2 separate regions of the Mus musculus genome follow, and region 1 is linked to region 2. The links are chromatin contacts, called in public HiChIP or PLAC-seq maps. All regions are on one chromosome and are shown on one strand. Each heading gives the region's core, a stretch centred on a gene start, on an enhancer-like site or on the middle of the called end of the contact. The rest is flanking DNA. Distances are from core to core; before and after follow the strand shown. Region 1 overlaps Rassf8 (Ras association (RalGDS/AF-6) domain family (N-terminal) member 8). Region 2 overlaps Casc1 (cancer susceptibility candidate 1).

What was found. HiChIP or PLAC-seq counts read pairs in DNA pulled down with a chosen protein or histone mark.
Region 1: a contact with region 2 is called in an H3K4me3 HiChIP or PLAC-seq map of bone marrow-derived macrophages, with 5 times the contacts expected there. The contact joins two enhancer-like sites. A contact is called at or near these places in 1 of 39 promoter capture datasets (stem cell-derived epiblast-like cells) and 2 of 115 datasets of contacts at active chromatin or transcription factors (T-cell acute lymphoblastic leukemia and bone marrow-derived macrophages).

Annotation. Positions count from the first base shown.
Region 1 is chr6:145,777,851-145,781,508 of GRCm38.p6, forward strand. The region is part of intron 1 of Rassf8 (Ras association (RalGDS/AF-6) domain family (N-terminal) member 8); the gene reads left to right. Among named protein-coding and RNA genes, the nearest start is that of Gm15704, 31 kb to the left of the region's middle. Within about 2 kb of position 1,716, at least 47 of the 459 cell types and tissues checked have an H3K27ac peak or open chromatin away from gene starts, as enhancers often do. A contact at or near this core is called in bone marrow-derived macrophages, where this site is marked.
Region 2 is chr6:145,192,384-145,196,034 of GRCm38.p6, forward strand. Casc1 (cancer susceptibility candidate 1) reads right to left here. Exons shown (of 16, transcript NM_177222.4): 7 at 2,109-2,255; 8 at 419-522. Among named protein-coding and RNA genes, the nearest start is that of Gm15543, 12 kb to the left of the region's middle. Within about 2 kb of position 1,263, at least 51 of the 459 cell types and tissues checked have an H3K27ac peak or open chromatin away from gene starts, as enhancers often do. A contact at or near this core is called in bone marrow-derived macrophages, where this site is marked.

The DNA.
Region 1 (3,658 bases), core at 466-2,965, 590 kb after region 2:
CACAGTCACTCTCTGCACAACCCTAGTGACTCACAAGCATGCACAGAAAGCAGGGACTGTGGGGTGCTGCTGAGCAGTAGGAGGTGGGGTGGATTAGGCCTGGCCTTCTTCCTCTCCTTCACCGTACCTGTCTGCAGGGTGACCACATAAAACAGTGTAGTTCTGAAAACGAGACACCTTAGTCCCCTCCAGTGCTGCACTGGTAGTGAGCTCTGTCTGCGGACAGTTCTGCATGTTCTGTACTGCTTAGGCTTTGTCTGTACAGCTCCATAGTGTGTTCTGTGGACAGACAGAAACTCTGACAAGCAGTCCCAAGAACCAGTCGCACAGGAGACAGATCCCCCAGTTCACTCCAGTTCTCGACACTGGAAGGCAGGAATCGGGGTTTTCACTGCCGGCTTCCCTTGCACACTCTTGTTGGATGTGCTTTCTCTGTGCTTGCCTGTTCTTTGGGTAAGTTGATGTCTAAATGGGTGAAGTATTATTTTGTAAGATTTAAGCATGGCGTTTACATGCATTTAATCATGAGACTTCATGTCACTCAGAGACACTAGTTTTGCACACAAGCTTCCTATACTTTTAAAAATTATAATTGGTGATGCACATGCTAGATTTATATCTTTTTATGTTTACTAATATTGTATATATGCATGTGCATGAGATTTTTTTCATGTTAATAATTTCTTTAATCTTAAAATTAAACATTTAGCAATTCTCATTCTCAAAAGAGTCTTGCTATCTTAAATTATTCTTTGAAATAGCAGATAGGTACTTTACATTAAACACTACACTGCAAACCACTTAATATTTCTCTTGTTACAAAGGAGATTTCATAGAAGATAAATTATTGTAGATCATTAAATACTACCACCTTCAGACAAATGGAGCAGTAATTAATTATTGCTATTTCTATTCTGTTTCACCCCAAAGAACATTTGAATCATCCTCTCCAGAGCATAGTGGGATTTTTATAGCCAGTGAAGTACAATTCTGTATAGCACTGTCTCCAGTCTTAGGGAGGCTGAGCCCTCTAGCACAGCAGCCTTCTTCTGTGTTTTCTCACTGTGGCACATTGTTAGCATCTACACAGAAGCTCAACTGTTTTTGCTTGAGGGCATTTTGAGACTCAGATTTAATGCTGAAGAAATCATTGCATGATATGGGACTGGAGAATTCCTTCTAGACTTTTCTTCTGGATTAAAACCGACTATCTTCATGTGTCAGGAGTGAGTGAAGGTCTGTGGAGTGGTTACCATCTTTCTTCACAGACCCCTCTGCTTCCTCCATTCTGTGTAGTGTTCTCCTGTGGAGCCGTCCTTCCTCATCTTCTTTCCTACTGCAGCAGTCCAAGGCCTCAAGTTAGGGAAAGATGTCACCAGCATCGCAACTCCACCCTGCACTCCAAGAACTTGTTTTGAATGAGTATCAGGAACAAAAGCTTGGTAGAAATGAGCCTCGAGCTAGAAGATTTTCACTCTCTAAGGCTTGTTATTTCATGGAGAAGATTGGGTCAGACACCCATCAAGGCACGAACTTTAGCCAAAAGTCAAATTAGACATTCATGAGAAATTAGGAAGGAAGGTAGAGCCAATCACCTCTTCTCCATGAGCGGGTTCTTAGAGCAGCTGAGGCTCCCTCCTCTGTGCTGGGTCAGCTCTGTGGGAAGGAAGGGAAGGGCAGAGGCAGGCGGGGCAGGAGAGGAGTGTGTTCGCAAGCCTCACAGGTCCTGCCTGGGTGTCTGGGGGAGGAGCCACTTCAAGAGTCCAGTTCCCTGTGCCTGGGAATGGGCTCTGCACTTCCTGCTTGTAACGTTCTATTTCCTAATGATCTCCTCTCGTATTACCAGTTGAAGAGTGGCTTAATTTGCTCAGGCTTAATCCAATACCCACATTCCCTCATTAGCTAACGTTGGGCTTTTAAAGCTTTCACTACTGACTTCTTACCACCTGAGAAAGTTTACAGCACTGTGACTAAAAAGGAAGGTAAAATAGATGCAGAAATTAACCTTAATGAAAAGAAACTATAGTTCTTTCTTAAATGATTCTTGAATAAATGTAATTTTACCATTTATTAAAGACTAAGGAAAATGTATATGTAAATGAAATGGGTGTGCTGTCTGTGCTGCTTAAAACACAACACACAGGATAAGCATGTTATAAATGGTGGTCAGAAAGCATGAAAGGCCTTTGTTTTCTATGGCTAAGCCATTGTTTTCTGTGAGAAGTGTTTCTGCATGGTGAGAACACTTACTATAACTACCTTGCATCTGAGGCATGTGCACTGCTCTGTGTGTGTGTGTGTGTGTGTGTGTGTGTGTGTGTGTGTATGTGTGTGTGTGTGTTGTGTGTTTAGAACTTTGGCTGCAGTGAAGTCATATGACACAACATGAGCAAGCACTTCCAGAAACAACTCACCCTCATGCATTTGACATGAAGCTAATTTGTCATCATAGTGCATCCACAGACTTTGATTATGGTCAAAATTTTCATGAACCCTACATTCAATTACACAACACCATATGGACTTTAGCCAGCATCAAGTTAAAAATATTGCTTAATGAGCTTTGGTTTAGTCCAATTTAGCTATTCCCGAGTGTCCACAGGAATACATCACCATTGAAAAGAGTGAGTACTGGCTCTAGCTGGTTCAGAAAACGTAGTCATCTGCTTCCTAGAAGACTTTTCCTCTCCCTGATGTGCAGTACTCTCAATAAGAATAGATTGTTCTGCCACACCCACTTCTTATCTGCCTTCCATCCCCGGATCTCGGGAGTCCAGGACGCAGACTTTAATCTAGACTGTTAACTGATCAGGTAATCTAGGCTGACTGCACAGCCTGAGTAAGCGCCACTCCTCTCCCTCCCCATCCATCCCCGGTCTCAGGAGGCAGGGTCTTCCGGAAGTGATTAGGTTTTTAGAAGTCATGGGTAGAATTAGCACTCTTATGACATGGACCACAGAGAGCTGCCTTGCCTGTTTTGCCATGTGACAGCATAGCGGGAAGGCAGCATCCACAACAGGAGGCAGGTTGTCACCATAGAGTGCATCCAGTGGCCTGTTCTGCACTGGCAGCCTTTAGAACTTACTACATTTGTGTTATTAGTAAACTATCCATTTGTTGGCATTTGTTATATAGGTCAACACATGAACTTCCCGTTAGGATCTTTAAAGTGCCTGTCATAGGCTCAGTGCATGGTAGGCCTTTAGTGAATGCCTTCTTTTTATTTACTTAGTATTTTAGGGTCAAAAGACTACTTTTTAAAGTTGATTCTTTTCTTCCAACTTTACATAGACCCTGGGGATTGAACACAGGCTGCCAGGCCTGTGCAGCAGCCACCGAGCCATCTCGCCGAGTGACTGCTCTTTAAATAATTTGGTGCCACATTAATTCTTTTCTTGAGTAGTAGAGCACGTTAGCTAAATGCCTGGCTCCAGGATGTCTGGATTCAAGTCCTGGCTCTCTTGCAGTAAAGTGTGACTGTGGGCATCTGCTCTGAGAAGGTGGCAATGATGGTTATCTAGAAGAGCTTTTGGGAATTAAATGCACCTGCACATTTGGAGCACTCAGAGGGAGCCTGGCACCGTGAGCACGGTAACAAGAGCTGCCAGGCACCGGAAAATGAGAAGCCCCAGTCCCTGCTGCCCTTCACAGCGCTGAA
Region 2 (3,651 bases), core at 13-2,512:
AGAAACCACACTTTGTGGAAAGTACAACTTGGTAAATATTTTGTTCCCTCCTTTTATGGCATACTGAAAATGAAGCTCAGAGCCAGGAGTGATGTCACAGGCCTGGAAGCCCAGCACTGGGAGGCTAAAGCAGGAGGATGCTAAAGCAGGAGGATGCAGCAGTTCAAGGCCAGCTGTGGCCCGGGTAAGGGCTGGGGAGGCTTCCTAGGGTTCTTCCCTAAGGTTTGTTTTTTATGCAGTGTTTTTTCTACATGTGCACCACTTGTGTGAGCAGCAAGCGAAGGCTCGCATTTACTGGAGCATGCACGCCTGCTCTAGACACTAGGATTCAGTGCTTTCTACAGGAACTGATGTTCAAACTTCAAGCCAAGCTACTAAATGCCCCGGCCTTGGCATCTATGAAGTGGGGAAGGGGTACCTTGGATTCTTTTTGAGGTTTGCCCACACGTACAGGGTGACATTCTCATCTTTGATGATTTTCTCCATATTCCCAGTGTCCAGATCTGCTAAGTTACTAGCTTGCTGTAAGAGAAAACACAACAGAACCTGACAAAGTCTCTCGGCCTTGGGAAGGTGCACAATCACTGGATTCTTTGTGTTATTAAAAGAATAATCTGGGTAAATGGCGCATGATCTTTCTAGGAAAATAATACTTCAGAGGCCAAGGAGATGGCTCACTGGTTAAAGTGACTGCCATGTGTGAGGACTAAAGTTTGAGTCCCCCAAACCTCTGTCAATGCCTGGGGGGCTTCCTGCAGTATGAGCCTAATGAGGCAGGGGTGGGAACTCCTGGAGGAAGCTGGCTAACTAGATCAGCCCTATTGAGAGGTCTGGGTTCAGTTGAATGACTCTGCCTCAGCAATCAAGGTGAACTTTGAGCCTCATATGCACAGGTACCCAAGTGTGCAAATGCACACTTACACAGGAGACAATAAAAGATCAGCTGCAGTAAGGTAACGCAGCTCGCTCTTTCCTTCTCTGTGCCCAGACCTGGCTATCTTCCCTGTCTTCATCTGTCTCCTCTACGTCCTGACTCCCTTTCATTTCTGTGAGGTGCCAAGTGAGCATGCTAGCAAGTACTCTACCCAGCAATGTTTCCCCAGTTCCCCCGGTTTTCCTGATGCACTAAGGGCTGGCTTGTACCAATGTCTCTACCTCAACCGCAACATAATGTATAAAATAAGATGAAAAGTACTGTACTTTCTCTTAGTAAACATCTTCGTCACTGATCAACCCACACACTTCCTTATTCCGTTTGTCCTACAATACGCACAGCAGATGCAAGAACGTGGCGGGCCAGTTACAGCAGGAGTGAGCTCAGCACTCTGCAGCCCTGTTTAGACTTAGACTGCACCCCAGCGGGGCCGCCCAGGGACGGGTTCCCAACCAAAAGACCCCAGGCAAAATGGCTGAACGCAACCTATGCCTGTAGGCTGTGTTCTGAGGATTCTCCAGAAATGCAACAAGATTAAAGTTTATAAAACACATTCATGGGAGAATTAAGACTCTGGGCCATGTATCAGGACTTTGACCTTGTGAGTTTTATGAAGCTCGCTGGCTCAGTTATTTGGATGTTTCCGTCACTGGTGAGATTTTTGGGGATGAAATGTGTAACACACAAACTTTTGAATGGTGTAAGGAAAGAAAAGAGAGACAAAGAAAATGTTATGATACATTTAAAATTTTGATTTTTCTCTATAAATTATAGCAAAGTTAGAGAGCCCAGATGGGAACTCATGGTACTGTCTTTTAAGTCTCATATTTAAATATAGTACTTTCAAAATAAAAACTGGAGAAAACTAGGATGTCAGTAATTGTGATCTATATCATCAGCTATCTCATATTGGTTTGTAAAGTATTTTTTTTCATAATAAATTCAGTGAACTTTGGCAAATATAAGGAAAACGAGCTTTTGGCTGATAATGTTTTGTCTCTTTAGAAAATAAAATATAAACAGTTGTTAAGTCACAGAAGTATGGGTCCTTCATCTCCTTGATTTGTCCTGAATACTGAAAGGTTTTTAGAGACCTAAGTGGACCAGGACACACAGTAAGACTGCTGAAGGCAGCCTGTTAAAGTTAGTGCTGTAAGAGAGATACCGCCCGTACTCGAAGAAGTAGTTCTGTGGCCACGTTGATCTTCAGGCTGAGCAGCTCTTGTAGGCGCAGAATTGACCCTTGATGCTGCAGGACAGTCCTGTGGTCCAGCTCATATGTCGGAGTTTCCAGTAAAATTAACTTCACCTTTTCAATCAACTGAAATATAAAGAATATCACATCACGCACCCGGAAAAGGTCAAAGGGACATGGAAAGGGACTGGCCTGTCACTGCAGAACAAGGGAAGGTGTCCTTTCCTTCTTCTGTAACTTAAGATCACAGAAAAAGAAAACATCTATCCCAAAGAATTCCCTTGTATGTGTCCAACCCACAGGCACGGAGGTCTCGGTGGCCAGCGTAGAGAGGAGCCGCCACTTCATCAGCTGAGACCAGCGGATGTCATGTTAGCTGATCTTCCATTATTGTTGAACAAGACTGGATTTTCCTCCATGCTGGGATAGAAGAAACTGGTTTTATTTTTCATAATGATCCAACTTAGTTGTGTCTGAGTGTAAGCTAGTGTGGTGGCTCTCTGGAGGACAGGAGGGCGCCTGAGTAGACAGGGGATGGAGGCGCTCACTGCTCCTCAGCCCTGAGGGATGACTTTATCCTGCCTCCATCATGATACGTCCTTAAAACTCCCTTAATGATGGGGTTCAGAGACTCTTCCGGTCGGTGAACACGGCAAGCCACTGAGCATGCAAAGCGCCCAGAGAACTCGGGAAACCATAGCAACCTTCCTTACACACTGTGCCCTGTGCACGTCTTCATCTGGAGGTTTATACCAAGCCGAAGTCCCAGTTTTCTCTGTTTGGTGGGCCGTTATAACAGAATGTCTCATCCGCGGAGAGAGTTTAGGGAATCCTGTTTAGAATTGGTTGCTCGGAGGTACAGGTAACCTGGGGATGCTTGGCAGACATGCAGAGGCTTGTGGGATCAAACCCTTAACACACAGGGGATTATGCTAACTCTGGCTAGTTAACACTAGCATTAAACTCGACATACCCAGGTGATGTCCAGAAAGAGATAATTAGTGTGTGTGTGTGTGGGGGGGGTCGGGATGGGCATATACATTTGGTGTGTGTGTGTGTCAGGGAATTTTGATACATATTAGTGTGTTTGGGGTTCCACACAGATTAGGGTGTATGTGTGTGTTCTGTGTGTGTGTGCATATGTAAATGTGTGTGTATATGTCTGGATTGTGTGTGTTTGTGAGTGTATGAGGGTTTTTATACACATTAGGTGTATGTGTGAGCATCATTAATGTTTTAAGTCTGTATCTTTTCTTTGATTTTGTTGGACATCATGAGTTAAGAGAATTTCTATCTGTCAGTTCTGGGTGACTATCAACAGTGGGGCTTTAAACTGCTTCCCCTCACTTCCAATCACCTTTCCACATGCCTGGCTGACCCTCACTGTCATGGGTGGCTGCTCTCTCATCTCTCCACCCCTCGTGCTGCTGTGCGCTCGCGCATCCTTTCAATGTAACTTCCAATTTGTTTGTGATTAAGAAACCTCATCGGATATGTACAAGCTAGAAACGATGCAAGTCTG